2 separate regions of the Anas platyrhynchos genome follow, and region 1 is linked to region 2. Evidence: chromatin contacts called from public Hi-C data. All regions are on one chromosome and are shown on one strand. Each heading gives the region's core, a stretch centred on a gene start, on an enhancer-like site or on the middle of the called end of the contact. The rest is flanking DNA. Distances are from core to core; before and after follow the strand shown.

Region 1 (4,002 bases), core at 485-2,984, 120 kb before region 2:
TTCCAAACTATTTCTAGAACGTCTCTGCTCCTCTGAGCTTACTTTTCAGCATTCACCAAAATTCATTTGTTCAAATACTTAATGACCAGTATCACCATCTGCAGCATTCACTATTTAACTCATTTTTTTTGACAAACTTTGACGGGAGATGTTGCTGGCCCCTGATAAAGTGCTCACAAGGCCTGACCAGCACCTTTTCAGTCATCAAAAATAGCACAGACACTTAAAAGTAATATTGCTTCCTGAACTTGCAAAAGAGATGATCAAAAAGCACTTCAGAGAATGGTATCTAGTAATTAGCAGCTCCGTGTGTGTATATAGTTTGGTAAGAAAAAAACATCAAACTTGCAGTCCTTCCTACACTTCTGTGTGAGTCAAAGGCTTGTCACCTTTGAGAGGTTTATGCTGCATCTGCTCTAAAGAAAACACATCATGTTTGGGTAATCATTAAAAGTAGACTTGTAGGCTTCTAACAAGTACACCCACCCCCTGACTGACTCAGAAAAAGCTAGCACATTTGGATCATTTAAGTTCTCATCTGTGTACTCTGCAACTTCACCATCCCCCAACTGGATTTTAAAAAAACAATAAAAAGACGATTTAATGTTGTTCCTTGTCTTGCATTAGAAGCTTGCTAGGAAACCTGGAAGTTTGTTTCTTTTCTTCTAAGGTAACAAATCTCACCAGAAGTGAGACATGAAAGCCAAAACAAACCTCAGGCCAAAAGATGCTACATTTTCTTCAGATGATCAGACTCTATCAGTATTTATTAAATACATATGTTTATTATATTGACATACATACAGGTGATTCTGGAAAAGATACATTTTTGGACTGAACCCAAATTAGACCTAAAACTGCAAGAGTTCTCAATTCAGTGGTTCAGATGTGAGATGCACATTCAGAATCATTCATAGCCATTACGTACTCAAATTTTCCATGATTCAGTACAATCACTGATATAATAGCCCTTAATTTAGTTCAGACATCATATACTGGAACACAGACACAGCTTACTTACATCTTATAGAATAATCAACAGCATTTACAAAAAGCATTATTACTATTACTTGGACTGAGAAGGACTGGGATGAAAGGAGTAATGACATATCCCACCCCACAAACCATGTACACCCAGTGGCCTGCTAGGTCTTTGCTATTTATGATTTCCAAATAGTTTAAAATCAAAACATGTCACACAATGAGTTTTATACTTAGGGGTCATGAAGGATTTCTTCCTGACTGCCAAACTGGCAATGTGCTCTGAGGTATGGGAATTAGTAACTGCAGATAGCTCAAGTTATCCTCTTTCTACCACATGTAGTTGAAGGAAATACTTTTATTTCCATTCTTCTCTGAGATTTATTGAGTGCTTTATGTCATGACTATCAAGAATGGGACTATAATTATGAGTATAAACTCTGCTTCACATGATTCCTTTAAAGATGTAGCACCTTCTGCTGTGTCTAATATGGGTGTCTTTGCACACAAATTGATATAATAATGCATTCAGTTTTGTGACTGTCCTCTGACTACCTCCATACATATGAACCACTGAAATATATCATGTCTGCTTATCAGTGACACCTGATGTGCCCTTATCTAGTGTTTTTCACTTGCCCTCAATAAAAACTTAGAGTTCTGTGCTGTTACCTCATTTGCACAATTGGAGGCAAAGCAGCACAGATGAGGTATGACTCACAGCAAGTCATACAGCAGGGTTACTGGCAGAGCTGGGGATGAACCCACTCTCTCATACCACTATTCTGCTCCATCCCTGACTGTACCTCAACAGGAATGCACTGTCTTTCCTCTTCTACCAGCTTAAAACCATGGCCATCCTGCTGTTACAGTACAACATAACCTCTCCCTGGTATTCAAGATGTCTTTATGACCACCAGCAAAGCCAAAGCAGAAATATGTGCAAATAATCCTACCTTGCGGTGGGGAATAGTCGTCGGAGTCTGTGTCGCTCTCGCTGCTGTCCTCCACCAGGAAGCTGGGGTAGTTCCAGGACATGCTAAGGATGCCATCTGACTCGTGAAGGAGCACGTGGGCCAGCATTCGGCCATGGCAGTCCATGACGATAACCTGACCATCAGCGGTGCCAAACAGAACCTGAAAATAACACAACAGCCCCCAGCCCCGTCAAAGGTCAGTGACCGGACCCTCCTTTGAATGCATCTTAAAATTAACCTGCTATTCTGGAAATAAATTAAAACCACAGCAGTCAGGGGTTTGAACTGGTGCCATAATAGGACACTGCAACCCATCAAAGATGTACACGAATGAAGACTAAGCAGCAAAATCTAATTTGCTTGGATTGGGAAAAGCCAGAAGTCGTTGGACTTCGCATCTCTTGTGTGTAGGCATTAAAAGCAGCTTCCGCTGACTCAGAGACAGCTGACATGGGAGAAAATTTGTGTCCAGTTAGTACCTGTGCAAAGGGTAGTGAGCGATGAGAATCTACAAACTGCCATAATTGTTTATTTTATTACGTATCTCAAAAGAAAACATGCAGGCCTATTTGATGTTTCTTGCAGGAGAAGTTGACAGAGGAACAAAAAGTGACAGGGCCTAAGAGGTAAACTCCTAAAATCTGTGAGCAAGTAATGTCTCACAGTGGGATTGATTTTGTTTACTTTAATATGAGCCATTACACTTTATTTGAACTTGGCCATTGCTACCAGTAAAGCAAGCTGGTAGAAGGGCTATCACAGACTCTAAAGTATTCTTGGATTATACAGAAATTTCTAAAATCAGTGGCAGAAATTATGGTATGCTTCGGTTCTAACAAAATCAAAAGACACATCCGACAAAAAATCCTAGCAGAGATTTCAAACAGCTCGTGAGAAACAGAAAGCTGAATAGAGGAGGACAGGTTATTCGATTGATGAGCAGAGAGAAGGTGGGAGAAATGTCTTCCAAAAACAGAGGCAAAAACAGTATGATCACTCAACTGGAAGTAGATTATTACAGCCTAGGAGGAAGGCAATATGTTACATGTTCAGGAAGAGTGAAGAAGAGCTTCCACCCACCATTTCAAATACAAAATGCAAGGCAAGGTGTTTTTTTTCATGCCCTTAAACTGCTCTGTAGGCAATGTGTGCTGATTGAAGTCAGACTGACGGGAACCTACAATTTATCTTTTATGAACGTTTTCTGTCTTGAGGTTTTGAACAAGTTAAGATCCTGTATATTTGATGAATTTTAGAGAAACGTCAGGAAATTAGGATTAATAAATCCACCAAATGATAAATGCATTAGCCAAGGCTGTTGCTGCTACCACAGAATTCAAGGCAAGTAAGTTTTAAATGAAAATTAAAGGCACTCATCAATTTGAAAACTAGCCAGCATTTAAAAGGAAGCTAAAAGGAAGGTCAAATCTTATACCTGCCCTTCAGTCTACTATGTATTTTGGTTTTACAGTCACCCTTTCACATAACTTGATTTCTCTGTTGCCATGTTAAAGTGTACAAACTGAAGGGCAAATTGTCTATGCATTGGAAAGAAAATGTCTGACGCACAGGTTTTATCATTTCTCTGTGAAGGGATGTGTGGATTTAAGATTCTAACAATTGCATACCCAGATCAAAAATTTATCTAGCCTTATATCCTATCTCTAACAGTGATCAAGTATTTGGAGAGAATAAAAGAGCAGGATGTACCGAGCAAGCACCTTCCCTGCATACTCATGTAGCTTCAGATAAAAAATACAACCTCTTCTTTGTTTAAAGCCTGCTAACTGGTAATTTCACTGGGTAACCTTTACCTCGTAACGCTATGAGAAATACAGGATAATTTTCCCCTATCTATACTTACATAGAAAGCAATTGTCATTGTTGCTCTTTTGGAAATTTCAGAAAGGAAGTCTGGCTTCAAAGGTCTCGGACAAGAATAAGAAATACTACGTATTTTTCTACAGGTGGTGATCAAGAAACAGAAAGTTTCAAACCAGAGGACGGATTCAATAAGAGGAACTCCAGTGAAGTTACTAACACC
Region 2 (3,952 bases), core at 729-3,228:
TAATTACACTGAATTCTTTCGTGAGGTGTTTTGAGACCTACTAATGAAAAGAACTTTTAAAAGCTGTGTATTTTAAGTATGCTTAATAATTACATAAAACAAGTACTGCTTTTTCCTAGAGGCTAGTTATAAACAAAATTACTTTTGTTTGGAAGTTCAGCAGAACCAATCATTTCTGTGATGAAAATATCATTCAGGAGGTAAGGGAAGTTACATTGCAACAATTTTCTTGCTGGAAACCTACAAGAGAACCACGTAAATCTGTTCATCATCTTACTGAAGAAAATACATTGAATAAACAAGCCATCCTGAACTCAGTTCACAAAATGAGTGGGCTTTTTTAGAATAGATAAATATTTGAAGGGTTTTAAACATCTGTTGACTAGGTGAGAACAAATTCCACAGGCTGTTACTGGAGGCAGCAATGCATTGTACCAAAAAAAAAAAAAAAAATCCTCTTTCCATGAAAGTCATTCAGTTTGAGTCAGTCAACAGTTCAAGCTGTCGGTTTTCCAAGATGTTTTCAATTCTTAAAACGTCTATCCACACGCACACCCGCTACCTCCCCTCAGCCCCACAAACACCGACAGCCGCCTCCTGACAAAACCCCACTGGAGGCCAGGGGGAAAAACACAGTTTTTTGAAACAACTCTACCTCACTCGACATTCACGTCGCCTATGAAGAACGAACGGGTCCACTCGTGCAAATCCTCCTTGCGAGAGCCGGCAGCAGGCTGGGAGCTGCTGGCAGGGAGGTGTTTCTCCGGTCAGGGTGACAGGATCGGGTTGTCAGCCGGCGTCCCTAGGGACCACCGGGGTTTTGCTATCACAGAAGGACCTGTGATGGCATTATCGAAGCAGCACGACCAGAAATGTTGATGTAATGAGGAATCTGTTTCGTTAATACGATTTTTAAACAGAAATTGAGTATTTAAGGTTAAATAGAAGTAGCTAAAGGTGAGTGGCTCTTATAATCATCTTCGAAGGTGTCAATAGCGTGGGGAAAGCCCCGCTTTCCCGAGCAAGTTTTTGCAGATGCCGTGCAGGTCCCTGCCGCTCTGCTTCCCCTAAAGGGCCGTTTTAGGCTGCCAACCCTCAATTTCGGGGCTGCCTTTCGCAGCCAGCCATTAGGAAGCGGCTTCACCCCCCAGCCCTCACCCCCACGGCGCTCTTACCTAACCCGGCCGGGCAGATCGCAACGGGCGCCTCGGGGAGCGGGTACAGCGGCACCGGGGGCCTCCCCCTTTATCCTTACCGAAACCCCTGCAGGCACCGGGGGGACAACGGGGGGCACCGGGGATGGGGTTTAGCGGCGATATTAGGGGATACAGGGGTGCAGGGGGTGTACCGGCGGCCCGCCGCCCAGCCCGGCGCGGCCGTTACCGTTGTCGTTACCGTTAGGGGGCCGTTAACGGCCGAGCCCCCCGCCCGCCACCGGCTGCCCTCCCGGGGCCGCCCACCGGAACAAAAGGACGGCAGCTGCGGAGCCGCCCGCAGCCCCCCGTGCTCACCTCAGAGGCGGTGGTCGTACTGGTGGCGGCGGCGGCCGCTCGCAGCCCCGGGCCCCCTCCCGTCCTGTCCCCGTCCCGTCCCCGCCCCGCGCCCGCCCGGCTCCGGCTCTCGCCGCTCCCGGAGCGGCGGCGGCGGCGGCGGCTGGGCCCGGCTCCCCCGCCACGTGACCCCGCCGTCACGTGAGCCCCCCGGCCCCGCCCCTCCAGCCCGGGCATGGGGGGGCGCCAAGCTGAGGGGGCGCCGAGGCCCAAAATGGCGGGCGCGGGATCGCGGCTGGGAGCAGGGCTTAGCAGGAGGGTGTCAGCTGCCACACGCGGCCCAGCGGGTCGGGCCCTGCAGCTGAAGGCAGGCTTGTTGGGGAGGTGGGACTCCATTTCCCAGGGTGCCAGCACGGGCAGTGCCCGCCCGTGAGCTTGAGGAGAGCCCGGGCCCTGGGCGACCGCCGCCACAGCTGCCACAGGAGCAGCGACCAAGGGGATACGCCCTGACCGGCAGGCTTAAATTGGCTGTTCTGGAGCTCAGACAAAAATTTTGAGTGGATAAAAACACTTATTGCTATCACTGGGTTGTTTATCAGCTCCTGCCTTAGGTCATGAGTCTGTCATGAGCCTCAGGATTTTAGGTAACAGAAGCTAAAAGTGTCACCAAGAGGTTTCCAAAACACGACTGCAGCTTTAAGCACCTTTGTATTCCCATCCTCTTCTCCAGCAGCACAGGAACTGCTGCATCCACTAACTGCACTGCCCGTTAGGCTCTTCCCTCAGCTGTGCCAGAAGTCCTCTGCAGCTGGGTTCAAAAATCACAGGAGAAAGCTCTTCTTGGTATTTATTCACCAGCCACCATAAACTATGATCATGACTGAGTGCTACCTTGCAGCGTTCCTACCCATCCTGTACCCTAGTACACACTGAGGACTGAAAGAAAATACACAGGAAGGAAGCTTGACTATCTCACCATCCCTGGAGCTTATGCCATCAACATAATACCTTCATTTTCCAAAACCAAATTCACACAGATGTGCATGAGTCTCTGGAACAAGAACCAGAGGTTATGTTTAAACCTTGCAACAGAGGAGCAATTCCCCATATTTTTTCCTCTGCATGTAGCAGTCAACAAGTCCCGATTCCAGATCAGGGAGGGACTACAGCACATGCAGAAACAGAGTAACAGCAAGCTCAAATAAAGTCCTTGATTTGAAGGACTGGAAACCAGGAGTATCCTTGCAGTTAAGAAACGGCCTCAGCTTCCACAGCAAAAACAGAAGACAAAAACTGTAATGTTTATAGAAATGCATTGAAGAGTTTCACAGACAGTCTTGCTCACTGCTTCAAACACAAATTACTCATAATTTTTCCACATGAAAACTTAACTCATTTTTATTTGTTTCATACACTGACTCTAAAAGGCACTTTCCATTTGGTGTAACTAACCTCACATTTTTCCCTCTATCAGAGGGGAATGAATGGATCAGAGAAGGAAACAGGTCAGCCTGCCTGGGCAGGTCCCCCAGAAGAGGAAGGATTTTCTCAGTAGCTGAGAGTAGCCACGCTGACTGCCAATTAACCAGAGTTGACTGGCATTTGCTCCTGTTTCCTCCTGCTGCATTTTCATTGTAGAAGCAGTTCCATCCTTCCATGTGCATTTTTTTCCCTCTTTGAAGAGCTGAATGTAACTGGAACAGGGAAAGCAAGATACCATCCCAGGATACTGAAAGAACTGATGCATTACAAGGAGCAACAGTTTGTTTGTTTGTTTGTTTTTAAATCAAGTGTGCCAACCCTAGTATATATAAGATAAGACATTGTACCTGTATTCAGGAAAGGGAACAATGAGGGCAAATTCAGAATTATTTATCTGGTTTAAATGGCACATAAGGATTTGAAAAACATTTTGCAGGGAAGCACAAGACACTTTAGTAAACGGGAAAAAGAGGCAATATTCACTAATTTGAATAGAACTGCAGCCTTTGTATGTTTGTTTCTACTAAACAAGGTAGATACATACATGTATATATCTTAACTCAGCATTTGAAATGGTGAGTTTAATTAAGTTTAAGAGATGAGGATTAGTACAGATGGCAAGGAAGAGAAACTAGTAAGGATGGTAGTGGATTGTGCTCAAAAGAAAGCAGACTGAAGAGATGCTACAGAGTCCCTGAACAATCAACCATAATAGTGTTCAGTTTAATAGTTGTTAGTTGACCTTAGAGCAAAAACACGAGTATGCCAATAAAATTTGCTGATGAGACAAACCTGAGGAGAAACAAAACAGATTAGAATCAGAATATGTATCAGAAAAGAATAGATGGCACATAGAAGCAGACTAATAAAAAAGGGATGGAATAGGAGTACAGAGTTCAAAACCATGAATTTAAGGACTTTAATGTGTTAATTTTAAACTGAAAGCATCAGCTGAAAAGAGAAGAAAAGAAAAAATTGTA

What was found. Hi-C and Micro-C count contacts between places; a contact is called where the count stands out from the background.
Region 1: a Hi-C map of skeletal muscle shows a contact between it and region 2, with 4 times the contacts expected there. The contact joins the enhancer-like site here to the promoter of TULP4 in region 2. A contact is called at or near these places in 5 of 8 Hi-C or Micro-C datasets (F1 follicle, liver, skeletal muscle and 1 more).

What each region holds. Positions count from the first base shown.
Region 1 is chr3:57,351,248-57,355,249 of IASCAAS_PekinDuck_T2T, reverse strand. TULP4 (TUB like protein 4) reads right to left here. Exons shown (of 16, transcript XM_072035952.1): 6 at 1,938-2,118. Among named protein-coding and RNA genes, the nearest start is that of TMEM181, 59 kb to the left of the region's middle. Within about 2 kb of position 1,734, at least 1 of the 8 cell types and tissues checked has an H3K27ac peak or open chromatin away from gene starts, as enhancers often do.
Region 2 is chr3:57,233,950-57,237,901 of IASCAAS_PekinDuck_T2T, reverse strand. It overlaps TULP4 (TUB like protein 4), which reads right to left and starts at 1,978. Exons shown (of 16, transcript XM_072035952.1): 1 at 1,512-1,978; 2 at 656-892.